2 separate regions of the Sus scrofa genome follow, and region 1 is linked to region 2. The links are chromatin contacts, called in public HiChIP or PLAC-seq maps. All regions are on one chromosome and are shown on one strand. Each heading gives the region's core, a stretch centred on a gene start, on an enhancer-like site or on the middle of the called end of the contact. The rest is flanking DNA. Distances are from core to core; before and after follow the strand shown.

What was found. HiChIP or PLAC-seq counts read pairs in DNA pulled down with a chosen protein or histone mark.
Region 1: an H3K27ac HiChIP or PLAC-seq map of alveolar macrophages shows a contact between it and region 2. The contact joins two enhancer-like sites. A contact is called at or near these places in 1 of 47 Hi-C or Micro-C datasets (embryonic fibroblasts) and 1 of 2 datasets of contacts at active chromatin or transcription factors (alveolar macrophages).

Annotation. Positions count from the first base shown.
Region 1 is chr1:141,649,230-141,653,444 of Sscrofa11.1, forward strand. ATP10A (probable phospholipid-transporting ATPase VA) reads left to right here. Exons shown (of 23, transcript XM_021098662.1): 15 at 862-1,189; 16 at 3,888-3,964. Among named protein-coding and RNA genes, the nearest start is that of ATP10A, 160 kb to the left of the region's middle. Within about 2 kb of position 1,927, at least 3 of the 83 cell types and tissues checked have an H3K27ac peak or open chromatin away from gene starts, as enhancers often do. A contact at or near this core is called in alveolar macrophages, where this site is marked.
Region 2 is chr1:141,290,098-141,293,889 of Sscrofa11.1, forward strand. No RefSeq gene overlaps it. Among named protein-coding and RNA genes, the nearest start is that of TRNAE-UUC, 18 kb to the right of the region's middle. Within about 2 kb of position 2,249, at least 4 of the 83 cell types and tissues checked have an H3K27ac peak or open chromatin away from gene starts, as enhancers often do. A contact at or near this core is called in alveolar macrophages, where this site is marked.

The DNA of each region.
Region 1 (4,215 bases), core at 677-3,176, 360 kb after region 2:
GGCAAGCCTTTCCCTCCCTCTATCCAGCGACACTTTGCAAATCCTGGTCAGTGACTTGCTATGGTTGTGGATGAGTGCGCATGTGTCTGTCTGCCTGCCTATCACCCATGACCAATAGCTGCATCTTCTTGGGCTTCTTTTGCCTAGTCCCATTCACTTTCCTAAATGTAAAAGTTCCCCGGTAAGCGCTTGTTGGACACCCCTGGATTTCCACGGTGCATTGCAGGAAGCTGGTCACTAACCCACTGTCTATCCGTGGAGAACTAGGAACCACTTATGTTCCCTGGAGTGTGTTCATTCCTGGAAACACTTATCCCACCTATGCCTCTGTCCCCTGACCCTGCAGATTCCCCAGTAAGTTCCCCTGTTCTTTTTGGAGCTCTTGATACAGCTTTAGAAGGGCACAGCCAATTAAAAGCCACAGTAATTATGCTTTTTACTGGTCAACTGCAGAGCTTAGGGAGACACTGATTACACTTCTTTTGCTTTTGCTGGTGCCTCACTAGGAAACAAGAAGGGCTGCATAAGGGCCTCTGAGGACCCACAGGAAGTGCTTGGAAAGCTCCTGCAGCCTAACCAGTCAGCAATTCATAGTCCACAGTCTGGCCAGGCCTCCCAGAGTGAAGGTGCTCTGTTCTGACCTCTACACAGGATAATGAAGTCATGTGGGTCTCATAGGAACCCTAAACTGACTCGATCTCTTACACGTTGAAAGTTATCCTCTTCCACTGGCTCCCCAGTTTCAGGAGAGTGGCCTTCTGGGCAGAGCCTGAAGCCCAGGATCCTCAGATGAGCTATAGGGAATAACCTAGTCTGTGATGTGGCCGAGTGAACCGCACCAACCTCTCATGTTCATTTCAGGAGGCATGCGCGGCCCTCCTGGACCAGTGCCTACACTACGTGCAGTCCAGAAGCCCCCACAGTGCCCCAGAGAAGACTGCCAGCAGCGTGAGCGTGAGCTTCTCGCCCGTCTGCCCGCCCTTGGTGACCACCACCCCCAGCCCCAGCCCCAGCCTTGTGATTGATGGGAGGAGTCTGGCCTATGCCCTGGAGAAGAACCTGGAGGACAAATTCCTCTTCCTCGCTAAGCAGTGCCGGTCTGTCCTTTGTTGTCGCTCAACTCCCCTGCAGAAGAGCATGGTGGTGAAGCTGGTCAGGAGCAAGCTCAAAGCCATGACTCTGGCCATAGGCAAGTATCCACACCAGCCAGGCGGGGCCTTGTGTGAATGAACAGCCCCCACCTCGTGCAGCTGCTTCCTCTCGAAGCCTCCTGAATTTCCTGCCTTTTCCATGCTATGCCAAGAGCTTCCTTGCTCTTTTTTCTATTTATAAAATCACACAGTGCAATAAAGCAGCCTGTTCCAAATATAAAGCTTAGATTTGAAAACCACAAAATACACTAGCAACTGATATAGATATTAGAAAGTCAATAATAGTGTAATGGTGGTTTAAGATGAAGCTTCTTACTGCTTCCTGGGAGGCAGTAGACTACTGTCGCAGGCAGCCATGGCCACAGCGGAGCCCTGCACATGAAACACTATCCCAGGCCCTTTGCAGGTGCCTCTGATCGCTGTGAGCTGCCTGGAGTCCAAGGCCCTGTAATGCTGCAGGACCCAGAGGCTCAGTGGTGATCAGAACTCCCATTGCTTCTTGTCTGCTGAACTTTGTTTTAAGACAAGCATCTAATTTTTTTAAAATTCATCCTAAGGTATAAATAGTTACTAAATTTTGCATCCTTCCCTTAAGGGTTGTGCATCTAATGATGGTTTTTCCTTCCTTCTCTACCCCTCTCCAGTGGTCACCTGTTTCCCCCCAGGGCAGCATCCTTGCCCACCTCCGATTCAGGTCGTCTCCCGTGAGGTTCAGGGACTTGGCAACGCCACCTGCTGGTGAGGGCCGGGAGAGACTGTGGGTAGCCTAGGAAACGGGAGGCTCCCCAGGGTCCCCGGATATCCAGCATTGAACAACCTAGGTGAGAGATGGCTCTGAAATAAAGCATCCTCACCAATCAGTAACAATTACCATATTTTCTACAAAAGGTCTGGGTCAGTCCCTCTTTGCTGCTGTGGGGATGGCTGCCCTATCACTCCTCATCAGGACAGCTGAGGCCTCTGTAGAGCTTGGGTCTGGGGTGGGATGGCCTTAGCAGTGTTACCATGGAGGTGGCCCTGCACTCCAGAGGGCTGTGGTAACTGTTAAGGGGAATGATCATGTTAAGACAGGCAGCTTTCCCATGGGTGGCCCCTCCTCAGGGAGGCTGTCCCAGGACCACCTTTCCCTCCTGTGTCTGGAATGGCTTTTAGGTCTCTCTAACAAATGTTGGAGTCAGGAGCCAAGGAGTCTGCAGGCTACCTCTGCACCCTCAACGCTAACTCTGCTCCTCTACCATCCACCCTCTGTGGTGACATGAGGACAGTGTACCCAGTAGGCTGCTGTGAGACAAATGATAAATCACATTTTTAGTGCCTGGTCAGTGCCTGGCTCAGCCACTGAATCACAGGTGTGTGGCATTCATTTAGGAAAATGGAGGTAAAGCCTCTGCTGGTTAAAAAGAAAAGAAAAAAACAGGAGTTCCGTGGTGGCTCAGTGGGTTAAAGATCTAGCATCGTCACTGCTGTGACTCAGGTCGCTGCTGTGTCGCAGGTTCAGTCCCTGGCCTGGAAACTTCCACATGCTCTGGGCACGGCCAAAAAAAAAAAGAAAAAATTCAAAATAGAATCACAAAAGAGAAAGTAAGGACCCATCAGAACTTTAGCTTATTTCTTTCAGTGAGTTGAAGTGTAGATATGACTTATTCTTGGGCATCCAGCAGTTAATAATCCAGAGAACATCACTGCGTACATATCTCACTTTGAATAGAACATTCTTAGAAAAGCTGCAGAGGTTATTGCTTCACAGAATTTCAGTTGGACAAATATTGACTCATCACCCATGTTGGGCCCAGTGCAATAAAGAACAGAGAAATCACGGGAGAGAGATATCCTGGAGCCATGGTTTTAGTCACTCCAGAGTTGAGTATCTGCACTTTTTGTGTATTTGAAACATGGGAGGTACTCTGGGACTTGTGCCCTTTTGCTGCCCTGTTCCAAGAATGGTCACTATCACTGAGTGACAGTGACTCCAAGTTTCTGCTTGCTTTTCCCTGAAGGTGTCGAGAGTGCTGTCCTGTGCTCCTACACTTGTTTTTATTTGGCTGCGCAGTGGCATGCATAAGTTCCTGGGCTGAGGATCAAACCCATGTCACAGCAATGACCCAAGCCACAGCAATGACAATGCTGGATCCTTAACCACTAGGCCACTAGGGAACTCCAGCTTCTATGCATTTTCTATCAGCAATGTGACTGAATAAGCAGGAGGTCTCCTTTATCACATACTCAGAGACCCCAAGGGTGAGCACAGTATCTAACAAGCTAGCTGGATGTGGGTGTGCAAAAAGAGCCCTCCAGTTTGCTGGGCAGAGTTCCACCTCCTATCATCAGTTTTGAAAACCACTGGTGTGCTGTGAATTGGAGTAGCCTTGGCTAGTATGCTATATGTGTGACCAAGTCTGGAGTAGTCAAGGGGATAACGATGAAGATGGTTGTCCTGTCCCTCCCCATGCTGGATGCCGTGTGAAGAGCTCTCTTGGTTTGAGGAGCCAGTAAAGCAGAGCACATTCTAAGTGGGAAGGTACATGCTGGCCGCTGCTTTCTGTCATACCTCCTGGTCCAAGCATCCTGCCATGCTGCTTCTGCCTGCATCACTTGGTTCCCTAGGGATTCTTCCTCACTCCATCCCAGGACCCTCCACAGGACCCCAGCTCAAGGGCACCCCATGAAGATCCATCAAGCCCATTTGATTCCATGGATCTCAGCTCAAACGATTCTTCCCACCTGTGCTGTTTCTAGGAGACGGAGCCAATGACGTCAGCATGATCCAGGTGGCAGATGTAGGCGTGGGAATCTCGGGCCAGGAGGGCATGCAGGTAAAGACCGAGGGGCCCTCAAACCGTGCTGGCCTTCCTGTGGGTTCTGTCCAGCAGAGCTAAATATTGGACTTCAATACATTCTGGTAGGAGACCAGGTGGCCGGTGGCACTTCATGGGTGTAAAGCCACGTGCCGAGAGTGGGTGTCTGTAAGTATATGTCTGTGAAAAGGTGGGAAAGAGTGCAGCAAGGTGAGTCATCGCCTTCCTCTGGCTGTCAATGCGTAGAAGGCCCTCTTTCCTGCCCCTAA
Region 2 (3,792 bases), core at 999-3,498:
TTCTCCCAAGGAGAAAGATGGGTGCTGTAAGTGGCTCTCAAAAATGACCGCCTTACTAAGAGTTTGTTTGCTCAGTGTCCACTTCCTGGGGCACGGACTCTAGTTGAACTTCCTGGGCTTTCGATACCAACTGAATTCCAGAAGAAAGCTTCACAAGCCATCTCCAAGCTTTCTCAGGTGGTTAACAAGCATTGGGATCTGCATCTGATTGACAGGATGGTACTCCCTGTTCAGGCTTGGTGACCTCCCTGAAGCAGGTGGGGAGCTTGCTCTGCCCCCTTCCTGAGGCTGGACTGCCCATGGGTAATGCTGCCCACCACGAGGACACTCCAGGCTTCCCTTGGCCATCAAACAGTAGTGACTGTAAATCCCTGAAGACCTGGGCAAGAGAGAAGAAACACTATATTTTCTTTACAAAAAACAACCAGAGATCAACCTCAGGGATATTTTTAGATTTATTTTTCCTGACCGAGATTTTTATTGAAAATCGTTACTGTTTGGGATTTTTTTATCTTCTGTGTTTCCCCAGCAAGAAAGAGCAGTCATATAGTAATTTTATCTGTAATTTTGGAGGAAGCTTCGTACGGTTTTTCGTAATGGATGCACCATTCTGCGTTGCCATCAAGTGTACAAGAGTTCCACATCCTCACCCACAGTTGTCTTTTGTATTTGGGGGGGGTGTCTTTTTTACTTTTGATAATAGTCATCGTAGTAGATGTAAAGTGATATATTACTATAGTTTTGATATGCATTCCCTGATGATTAGTAATGTTGAGCACCTTTTCATGTATTTGCAGAAGATTTTCATTTGGATGTGGTCTTAAAACTAAAAAACCTCTGACTTGAACCCAGCCTAAACCCAGATTGGGACTTGAACCCATGTTTTTTTTTAATTAGAATCAATCATTTGGGGTCAGGGCCTACGGAGGCTCAAGTTCTTTGTGTCTCAGCACAGAAGGAATTCAATGAGTGATAAAGTGATAGTTAAGAAATAAAGTATTAAGACAGGACTCTTGTGAGAGATATGAGAAAGCAGGAAAAGAAGCTCTGCCCAGAGGATTATGTGGGCTTCATTTTTATAATCCAAGGAAACTGGGGAGGAGGGGGAAAGACTTCCTTCTTCCTCACTCTTTGAGTAGAGGTCAGGCTTACATCATGAGCTCCTCCATATCAGATAAGAGAGTATTTGACCCTGTGATGTCAAACTAGGATTTCTTATTGAAATCAACAGAAGGGTGGTAATATATGCTAAAATATGTTGAATCATCTCAAGTTTCTGAATAATGAAGGTCTACTTTGGAATGTCATCTTTCCCTTAAATTCCTGTCCTTGGTCCCAAGGATCATGATCATGCTGAATTTGAATGCAATCCTCATTTTATCTTTCACGTAATGACCTGAGGCAAATCTGGTGCTTTTATTTACAGTTTTATAGCTAAGAAAGACTGCTTTGTTCCACAGCATTCTGATGGTTTTCTTGAGCGATTATTCACTTACCATGGTCTCCCAAGGTTCTCTAGGTTTCCCTCTCCATCAACTACCTGTGTTACTATCCTATTCTATCCCTATCAGTCTCACTCGTTTATTTTTGTTTTTATTGTCTGTGCTTTTGGTGCCATATCCATGAAATAATTGCCAAGACCAATATCAAGAAGCTTTGGTCCTATATTTTCTTCTAGGAATTTTACAGTTTCAGGTCTTATGTTTAAGTTTTTAATCCCTTTGGGTTAACTTCTGTGTATAGTATAAGAGTCCAACTTCATTCTTTGGCATGTGGCTATTCAGTTTTTGACTCAAGGCAATCACATAGAAATTTTCCTTTATTATTTAATCATTATCTCTCTTCAAGCTGCCTAGTTTTATCTCTTTGGGCTGCTGAATCATTTGCTTGTTAGAATTCCTAAATTTACTTTGTTTCTAACATCTTTTCACTCATTATTTCCATCCCTTTAGTTCTTTTGTTCTAAATTGTGAAATATTTTTCCAGTTTGTCTATAACATTTAGATTTGGAAAGTCATTTGTGGGCTCTAATTGAACCTCCTTTTAAGTCTTATTACATTTGTGTTAAAATTGTCAACTGGTTTTTCTGCCTGTTCTGCTTCATTGGTGTTGACTTGTAGCTTATAATTCCCCTTAAGTGCACTGTTATTCTTTGGCAGCTCACATTTCTGTACATGCCCTCAGTCACTGGGTCACTTAGAGTCTGTAGAGAAGTGATAAACCGATAATGTGGGCTGATTCACTTCCCTCTCTGCTGGCTGGCAGTGAACAAGCTTACAAACTATTAAGGCTAAAGGCAGAAGGATGAAGCATATTACACATATGCCACCTATAAACTGTTCTTCCTCAAAATTATTCCTTCACCAAAAAAACAAAAATTATCTATACATATAGATTTCATAGCCTGAGCTCTATACTGAGATTTCCCTTAGATACTCCTCCCTAAGGCTTTTGCCAGAACTCAGCCTCTGTCCACTGGGGTCAAATAGAAACCTGGAGAGAGTTCTGGGTGAAGGAGGAAAAAATAGCCTTATTGCTTTACCAGGCAAAGGAGGCCACAGCAGGCTAAAGACTGTGCCCTCCTTTGGGAGAGAATAGGAAGTGGTTTTATAGTTTGGGAGCAGAAAATAGGGCCATACATAAGGATCAGGGTAGATGCAGGCTTGCATTCTTCAAAGTTGGTGTTTAGTGGCCCCAGGACTGGTTCTGGTGGTCTTCCTCTCTGGTTTTCATTTGTTGGGGGTTTAGTTCTGCAGAATAACTCAAAGACATTGTTATGTAAATTCCTTGACGAGGAACCAGGGCCTGTCCCAAGGGTGCACTGTTATTTCTTGACTCCTCCTCCCTTGTCTCTGCATCCCCTCCTGTCCCTGTTTGAACCTGTCCTTTGGAGCTCAGGGGAGGTCATGGGGCTAAATGAGGCCTAGTTTCCCCAAAAAATAGGGGACACAAAGGCTTCTTTACTTAGGAGCCCCAGAGGGGTTTCAAGTCCAGCTCCATCACTTGCATAGAACTTGTCTTATATGAATAGTAAATTCTCTGTACATGGCAATGGACAGATTTACACGTAGCTGAAAGGTCAAGCAATCCTGGACAAACAGCCTGAAAAGAGGAAGGCCTGTCACATGTATAACCTCATGCCATCCTTACAACAGCCCCATGACTCAAAGGTAATGCCCCAGTTCACAGCTGAGGAAACAGAGGTCCAGACATTTAGCCATTATCTCCTGTCAACCTGCAGTGCATGGAGAGGCTGTTGTGTCAATCTGGCTTAGCCTGAGGTTAAAACTCTGTACACCACACCCTCACCTGGTCTTGTTTCCAAAACAGCTAGAGAGAAGCAGTCAGTGGCTGTGCCTGAGACTGCAGAAAAGGGTCACTGAAACTACAAGTGAGTACTTGACAAAAACTGTTACAGGAAATTAATTTCAAGCATTGTAGAGAATGTTCAAACTTAACTAGTAAATTAAAGACATCCAAATTCCACAAGATACCCTACTGGGCTGACAGCCTGACAAAGATGAAAACAACTGACCTTACTCCATGCTGGTGAGAGTGTAATGTCAGGCATTCTCAGTCCCTGTGAGTGGAAATAAAGTGTCAGTAATTTTGTTGGCGGGGGGGGGAACACTGGGATGTATATTGCCAAAGCAATCCTGAGAAACAAAAACCAAGCAGGAGGTGTAACTCTCCCAGACTTCAAGAAATACTACAAAGCCACAGTCATCAAAACAGTGTGGTACTGGTACCAAAACAGACAGACAGACCAATGGAACAGAATAGAGAATCCGG